Linked DNA regions of Arachis hypogaea: region 1 is linked to region 2. A link is a contact called in public Hi-C data. All regions are on one chromosome and are shown on one strand. The core of a region is the stretch at or near the end of the contact, and the rest is flanking DNA. Distances in the headings are between cores, read along the strand shown. Region 1 holds the start of LOC112779602. Region 2 holds the start of LOC112780137.

The links. A called contact is a pair of places that touch in the nucleus more often than the background predicts.
Region 1: a Hi-C map of leaf shows a contact between it and region 2, with 2.7 times the contacts expected there. The contact joins the promoter of LOC112779602 here to the promoter of LOC112780137 in region 2. A contact is called at or near these places in 2 of 8 Hi-C or Micro-C datasets (leaf and an unstated tissue).

The regions. Positions count from the first base shown.
Region 1 is chr19:102,920,572-102,923,860 of arahy.Tifrunner.gnm2.J5K5, reverse strand. LOC112779602 reads left to right here and starts at 1,919. Exons shown (of 8, transcript XM_072227831.1): 1 at 1,919-2,178; 2 at 2,445-2,613. The coding sequence starts at 2,506.
Region 2 is chr19:102,397,021-102,400,255 of arahy.Tifrunner.gnm2.J5K5, reverse strand. LOC112780137 reads left to right here and starts at 1,734. Exons shown (of 7, transcript XM_025824476.3): 1 at 1,734-2,165; 2 at 2,790-3,022. The coding sequence starts at 1,962.

The DNA.
Region 1 (3,289 bases), core at 670-3,169, 520 kb before region 2:
TCTGACTCCAAAAAATTCACTGAAACCAATTTTCACATTTATATTTTCAAATTAAAACTTCTAAATTTTGAATTCATCTCGGACACTTAAAATTATTATTTTTTATTAAAACGGTTTTGCGTGAAAAACTCAGATTCTTACAATTCTCCTAACCACTGACACTTGGGCGTCTGTTTTTTTTTTTTTTTCAATTTATTCTAACCTGTTTTCCTAGTTTTTCAATGTATTTTTTTTAATAGGAATACATGATTGATAGTTGCTGCTGATGGCTGTTGATTTAAGAATGGATGGATCAAGTTATTTTATTATTGTTTTATTTTAAGCATTTGCAGATTGTTTAGATTTTAGTGTGTTATAATGTTGCTGTTTTATTTTAAATGAGGCTTTTAGTATTTTAGGGCTTGTTGTCTTCACTTATTATTGGAAGTGTTTGTTGGAATCTTTATTATTATATTTATTTATTTGTTAGTATGTATGTTTTAGTTAGTAGTTGTTAAACTTGTTATTTATATATTGTATTATTTTATTTTTGTTATTTAAAAAAATTTGATTAAAATTATTTTAGAAACAAATAAGTTTGAAAGTGTGAAAGAAACATTTTTATTGAATTTTTTACATAAAAATATAATTAAAAAGTGAGCTTAATCATGTGGATATATCCGCAATCTGATCCGATCCGATCCGTAAATGTGCAGATCGAATTGGATCAGATCAAACATTCAAAAACACGGATATTGTATCTAATTCGATCCGATAGAAATTATGCGGATCGAATCGAATTTTCAACCATATCCGATCCGCGGGCATCACTATCCTTTGCCATGTGATGTTCTGTATAAATTCCATCTCCCAAGACCCTCACCACTGGATTACTTTCTTCTCCCTTTTCAGTTTCTTCTTTGATTTGTTTTGGATATTGAATTATTTTTTATAGATAGATACACGTGGATTATATCGGAACCAAACTAAACCATAAGGCCCATATAGTATTGGATATAGTAACTCAAATAATAAACAAAATAAATAAAAAAAAAAAAAAGCGAAAACCCAGAGAAAGAAACAAAGAAAGGCCAGAAGAAAAGTCTTATAACTCAAAGATATCTAATAACATTATAACACTGACTGACACTTCATTCTTCACACGCGGCGATGCGAACTCTCACTCTCTTCTCTAACTAAGCCATTCACCATCATCGTTTTTTCCCTCTTTCTCCTCTTTCAATTTTTTTTATCTTCTTTAGATTTTTTTTAAAATAAAATAAAAAAATAATTATCTTTCAAAATTTCATTTTTTAATTTTAATTTTTCAAATATAATTTTGTTTTTCAAATTTAAAGCAAGTTTGTTGTACCGGCAAACTTTATATTTTTAGTAGAGTTCACTTGACCTTAGACAAACTTCATTAATTTTATAGTATTTGCCTAATTTTTGGTAAATTTCATCTCAAATTTTTTTAAAATTGACGAACTCAAATTTTTTTTAAGTCATTATCATACCATCTAAGAATATAAAAGAGTACACAAAATTTCACAAACAATAAATATGACTTTAATATTATTGGTAGAAATAACAATCATTATTATCGTCTCTAAAAATATATAGATATCCAAAAATAAATCATATCTAACAATAATTTTTTTTATTAAAAATTTAAGTGAATCATTTTTTTAGAATTTGAAGTGAAGTTCGTCGAAAGTGTGGCGACTTTAAAAAATCCTATTTAAAAAATTAAAATTAAAAGATAAGATTTGAAAAAATAATAATTTTTTTATTTTAATTTCAAAAAAATCCCATCCTCTTTGGTTTTTTTTCCCCTTTTTTCAATTAATATTACTCTATATTAATTAATTTATTAATCTCTCTCTCTTTTAAAACTCCTTTTTAAATAATAAATAGAAAAAACTGATTGAGCTCTCACATAATTAAAATTTAAAAGTAACAGATTAAAAGAAAAAAAGAAAGAAACTATAAAGAGTTACAGACTCTTCTCTCTCTCTCTCTTTCTTTGTAGCAGTCTCAGTACCTACCCACCCTTTCATACTTCTTCATTCACTTCGTTTCTATGGTCTTCAAGAGAAAACGCTGAACACTTCAACGAATTCACCCATGTAAAGGAAGAGAAAAGGAAAATAGAATCTTTTCTTTTATTCCCCTTATTTCATTCGGAATTTGGTGAAGGTTGGTAGCAATTTGTCTCTCTTTTTTCTAATTAATTCCTTTTTTTTCAATGATTGACAATGCTGACATCTAGTCATGTTCTTTTATTCTCCATCATCGCTCTCAAAATCCTAACGAAATCTCTCCCGAATCGGAAACTTGGATTTTAAGAAAAAATCCGTCTTTTTATCTTCCCAGCTATTATTATTTGTTTTTCCAAAAAGAAATTATCATATGATTGAGAAAAAGAGTTCTTAAATTATTGTATATATTTCTTTTATTGCTAGTCAATCCTGAGGAATTGAGGCTCAGAGAGAGAGAATTTTCTGTCACTTTCTCGGGAAAATTATGGTCTCATCATCATCGACAAGGTGTAGTTCCAGAAGCTACATATCAAATTTGGAACGCTTTCTCCAATGTGTCACACCAGATGTTCCTTCAAGGACTCTCCATAAGGTAAATATTTTTTTCTTGGTTAATTTTTATTTTTAATTTAATTTTGATTTAACTTGTTTTTCGATTTCTATTGGGAGTTTGTTTTTTTCGTTTCCCAGTTTTATTAAATCGTGGTCCAAATTAATTCATGTCACCGTTACAGGGAGCAGAGATTTCTTTCACTCGGGTGGGAATAGTGGCATAGGGGCCTTTTATTATTATTATTATTATTATTATAAGTTTGGATTATCTTTTCTTTGTATATTTTAGAGATCCCCTAAATATTTTGAAAATTCTGTCCGATCATGAATTTGCTTTCTAATCCAATTTAGCCGTCGATAAAAGGGGGGTGTAAAACTTAGATAACTACTTAAGATAAAGGACGCCTAGCTTTCTCTGCACAAATAGTTTTAATAATCATAAATGATCGTATCTTTAATTTAAAATAATTCCTTTTATTTGTGATCTTGGTGTGATTAGTTTTGATTGTATGTTATTATTTTTTTTCCATGTTATTTTAAATTTTCTTTAATTTATGTGATGATTATGATTCTGAAAGTGGTTTCACTTCGTTCGGTTGATGTTTCATTGTTTCTCCTTTCTATTTCTCCCTTCGGACTAATAGAGGGAATACCGAGAGTCAGTGATTCTGCGGTAATCATTATTTTTAAAATTTTAACCATAACAAGATAAGGGA
Region 2 (3,235 bases), core at 485-2,984:
ATATATATCGTTGATGGCTAAATTTTCAAAAAATTTAAGACTAATCAAATAATAATGTATGAAAATTATACTTGATTTGCTTGTGTTGAGGATTATTCTTATAAAATTGTTGTTGAATTGGTTTTAAATTTTTTTAAAAATTAGTCATAAAAAATATATTTGATGCAAATAAAAAATTTATGTAATAAAATTGAAATAAAATAAAATTTAAAAATATTTTTAAAATTTTTATCAAATTTTAAGATATTTTATTTTTTTTATTAAGACTTTGTACATATGACTTTCACATAACAACTAAAAATGAACTTACAAATAGTTAAAAATAAACCTAAATGTATTATATTATCTGTTTTTGACTTTTTGTGATAAATTCAAAGTTGAAACACAGATGTTAAAATTTTAAGTCAATATTAATTTATGAGGAATTAAAATTCTATGTAGTAATAATAATAATAATAATAATAGTTGAGCTTAGGAATTTTGGCTACTGATGTATAGCAAGACAAGTCAATCAATTACTGGATATAAGTTATAAGATAGCCCATTGGCTCTCAGTGAGTGATCATGAACTTGAAGGGTCGGTGGCCCGGTGCATGGTTCAAGTTTCTCTTACAGATATTTTTGAAGGTATACCCTTCTTTTCTTGTGATTCTGAATTCTTATGACTCCAGGCCACTTATTTTATTATTTCAAAGCTTTATTTTCTGAATTACACCAAATATTATATTATTCTTTTGTACAACCTTTTTGATAGAATTTGATGCTTGTGATTTTTGAAGAGGTATCTTCGTTGATACGTTGGTGTTATTTGAGTATTTAAGCATTTAGGCGTGACCTGTGAGTTAACCTCATCAGTACTTTACCCGAATTCAATGTGGAGGGCTATTATACTAACAAAAAAAAGTTATGTTACATGTATATTAAAATTAGTCACTAAAATTAGTTATTAGTATAAAATATATACTAAAACATAAATATATATTAAAAATAAATTAAATCATACATATATTTATATATAAATATATTGATAATTAATTTTAGTTGTTAATTTTAATGTACAAATAGTATTTAAAAAAAAAAAGCAAAGAAGTTCAATTATTTGCCTGTACAAAATAATAACATTCGTCTCTATTTTTTTTGAAATTGCAGTCAAATTAATTTTTTCTGTTTGGGTAAATAAATAGCATGCCAATGAGTAATAGCTCAAATAGCATAGTCTCCCCATATTCAATTAAGAGGTTGTGGATTCGAGTCTCCTATCTTTAGTAAAAAAAAAAATAAATAAATAGCACTGGAATATGATCTTTTTTTAGAAAAAAATAAACATTAATCAAACAAGAACTAAACCAATTCAAAAACATCTATTTTTTTTGAGAAAAAATTTATCGTGTTGGAAGTATTTTTATTTATAATTTTTTTACAAATATATTTTATAAAAAATTATAATTTTTATATTTGAAATTTAAAGTTATAAACAAATTTATTTGTGAACAAAAAAAATAGTTTTATATAGAAGATAAATTATTATTTTTATCTAGAATAGTAATAAAAACTTTTTTCGTAAACAAAATTAATATTTAAATATTTTGTCTCATAAAAATTAATTTTCGTAAATATAAAATTAATATTATTTATTAATAAATAAATTTGATAAGTGTTTTGATATTTAGGGGTCAAATAGACAATTTACTAGTTATTTAAAAATAGATTATTGGAAATGACTCGGTGCGACTGTGTCTCTTGCCGTTACTGTTACTGTTACTGTTACTGTTATTGTTACTGTTACGTGTTTCTTTCTTCCCACAACGCGCTTCGTTCCTTCCTTCCTTTGTGTTTCCCACAACAACGAAACAAAGCAACTCTTCTTCTTCTTCATTCCATTTTCCATCTCACTTGAATTCAACTTCTCAGAGTCTCTTATTCAACCCAAGCTCTGGTGTCAGCGTCAGTCAGAATCGAGAATGGTGTGGGTATCTGCTCTGATTCTTGTTGGCTTCATTCTCGGGGTTGCGGCGGTTCTTGCGGCCCAAGCTCTCGCACTCTTCTTCATCCTCAAACGACTGCGTTTTAAGGCCGACAGAGACCAATCCCGAATCGCTGCTTCCCAACCACCACCCGCTGAGCTCGATCCTCTCCAGTCTCTCGATTTCGTCTCCAAGAAGCAGGTTCTTCGATTCTTCAACTCAACTCAACTCAAATCTTTCTTTTTCTCCCTCTTTTTTTTTTTTTTTCAAAATTTAAATTTAAATTAATCGTATTTTTAATTATATAACTACGTTACGCGCTTTAGCAAACTGAATGATATTAATTAATTAATTAAATTAATTCGTTAATAATAATGCTGGTACAATAATAATAATTTGAGCTGATTTTTTATGCTTTCGAGTAAAATTCATTGCATGTTCTTCAGTTTCTTTTGCCTTTTTTTTTTCTGTTGACGTGAGCTTCATTTTTTTAGTTAGTCCTTCGCATTTTTGGCTCTTAGTGGTTGGAATTGGGAAATGGAAATAGAAAGAAAGAAGGAAAGTAGAGCTTCTGATTTATGGAAAATAGTTATTTTAATGTTAACCAAGCCTTGTGCCACTAATCACAATGATTTCAAAGAAAATATTGATGTTTAAAGAATTTGGAAAAATCCAGGAAGGAACTCCGAACGGTACTCTGTTAGGTTTTAGGTTTTGATTATGCAATACTCAATTACAGATTTGAAACCTTCATTTGGGAATCATTAATTTTCACAATTTTTAATTCATCTTATTACTCCTCATCTAATCAGCAGCTTCTTGCAGGGTGTTCTATGGGTTCTAGAATCAGAAGAAGTTTCGAGATCATGGCTGGATAGACCATCAAAAGAACAAAAAAGAAAAAGGGAGCTCTTAGAGGTTTCCCCTATCAAAATGTATGGGCAGATCAAGGGTCAATCACTTCTTCTAAGAGAGCCTGATGGTTTGCAGAGAACAATTGAACTCAAGGGCTGCACAGTTCAGGCTGTGTCAGCTTCAAGCTTTTCTTCAAGAAAATGGTAATGTGATTTTGTAGTCACTTTCATTTGGTGGTATCTAATTTCTCACAGTAAATAGGAAGAGTGTCGATGTTTATTTGGTGATATTCATGCATATCCTTTTTTCCAATTTTATCTCATGCTGCCTCTCTTTTGTTTGTGATTCCTATCATTGCTGGTTTTCTCTTAACTGCACACGCATACATGGGTTTAACTATTTAGTATCAGTGTAAA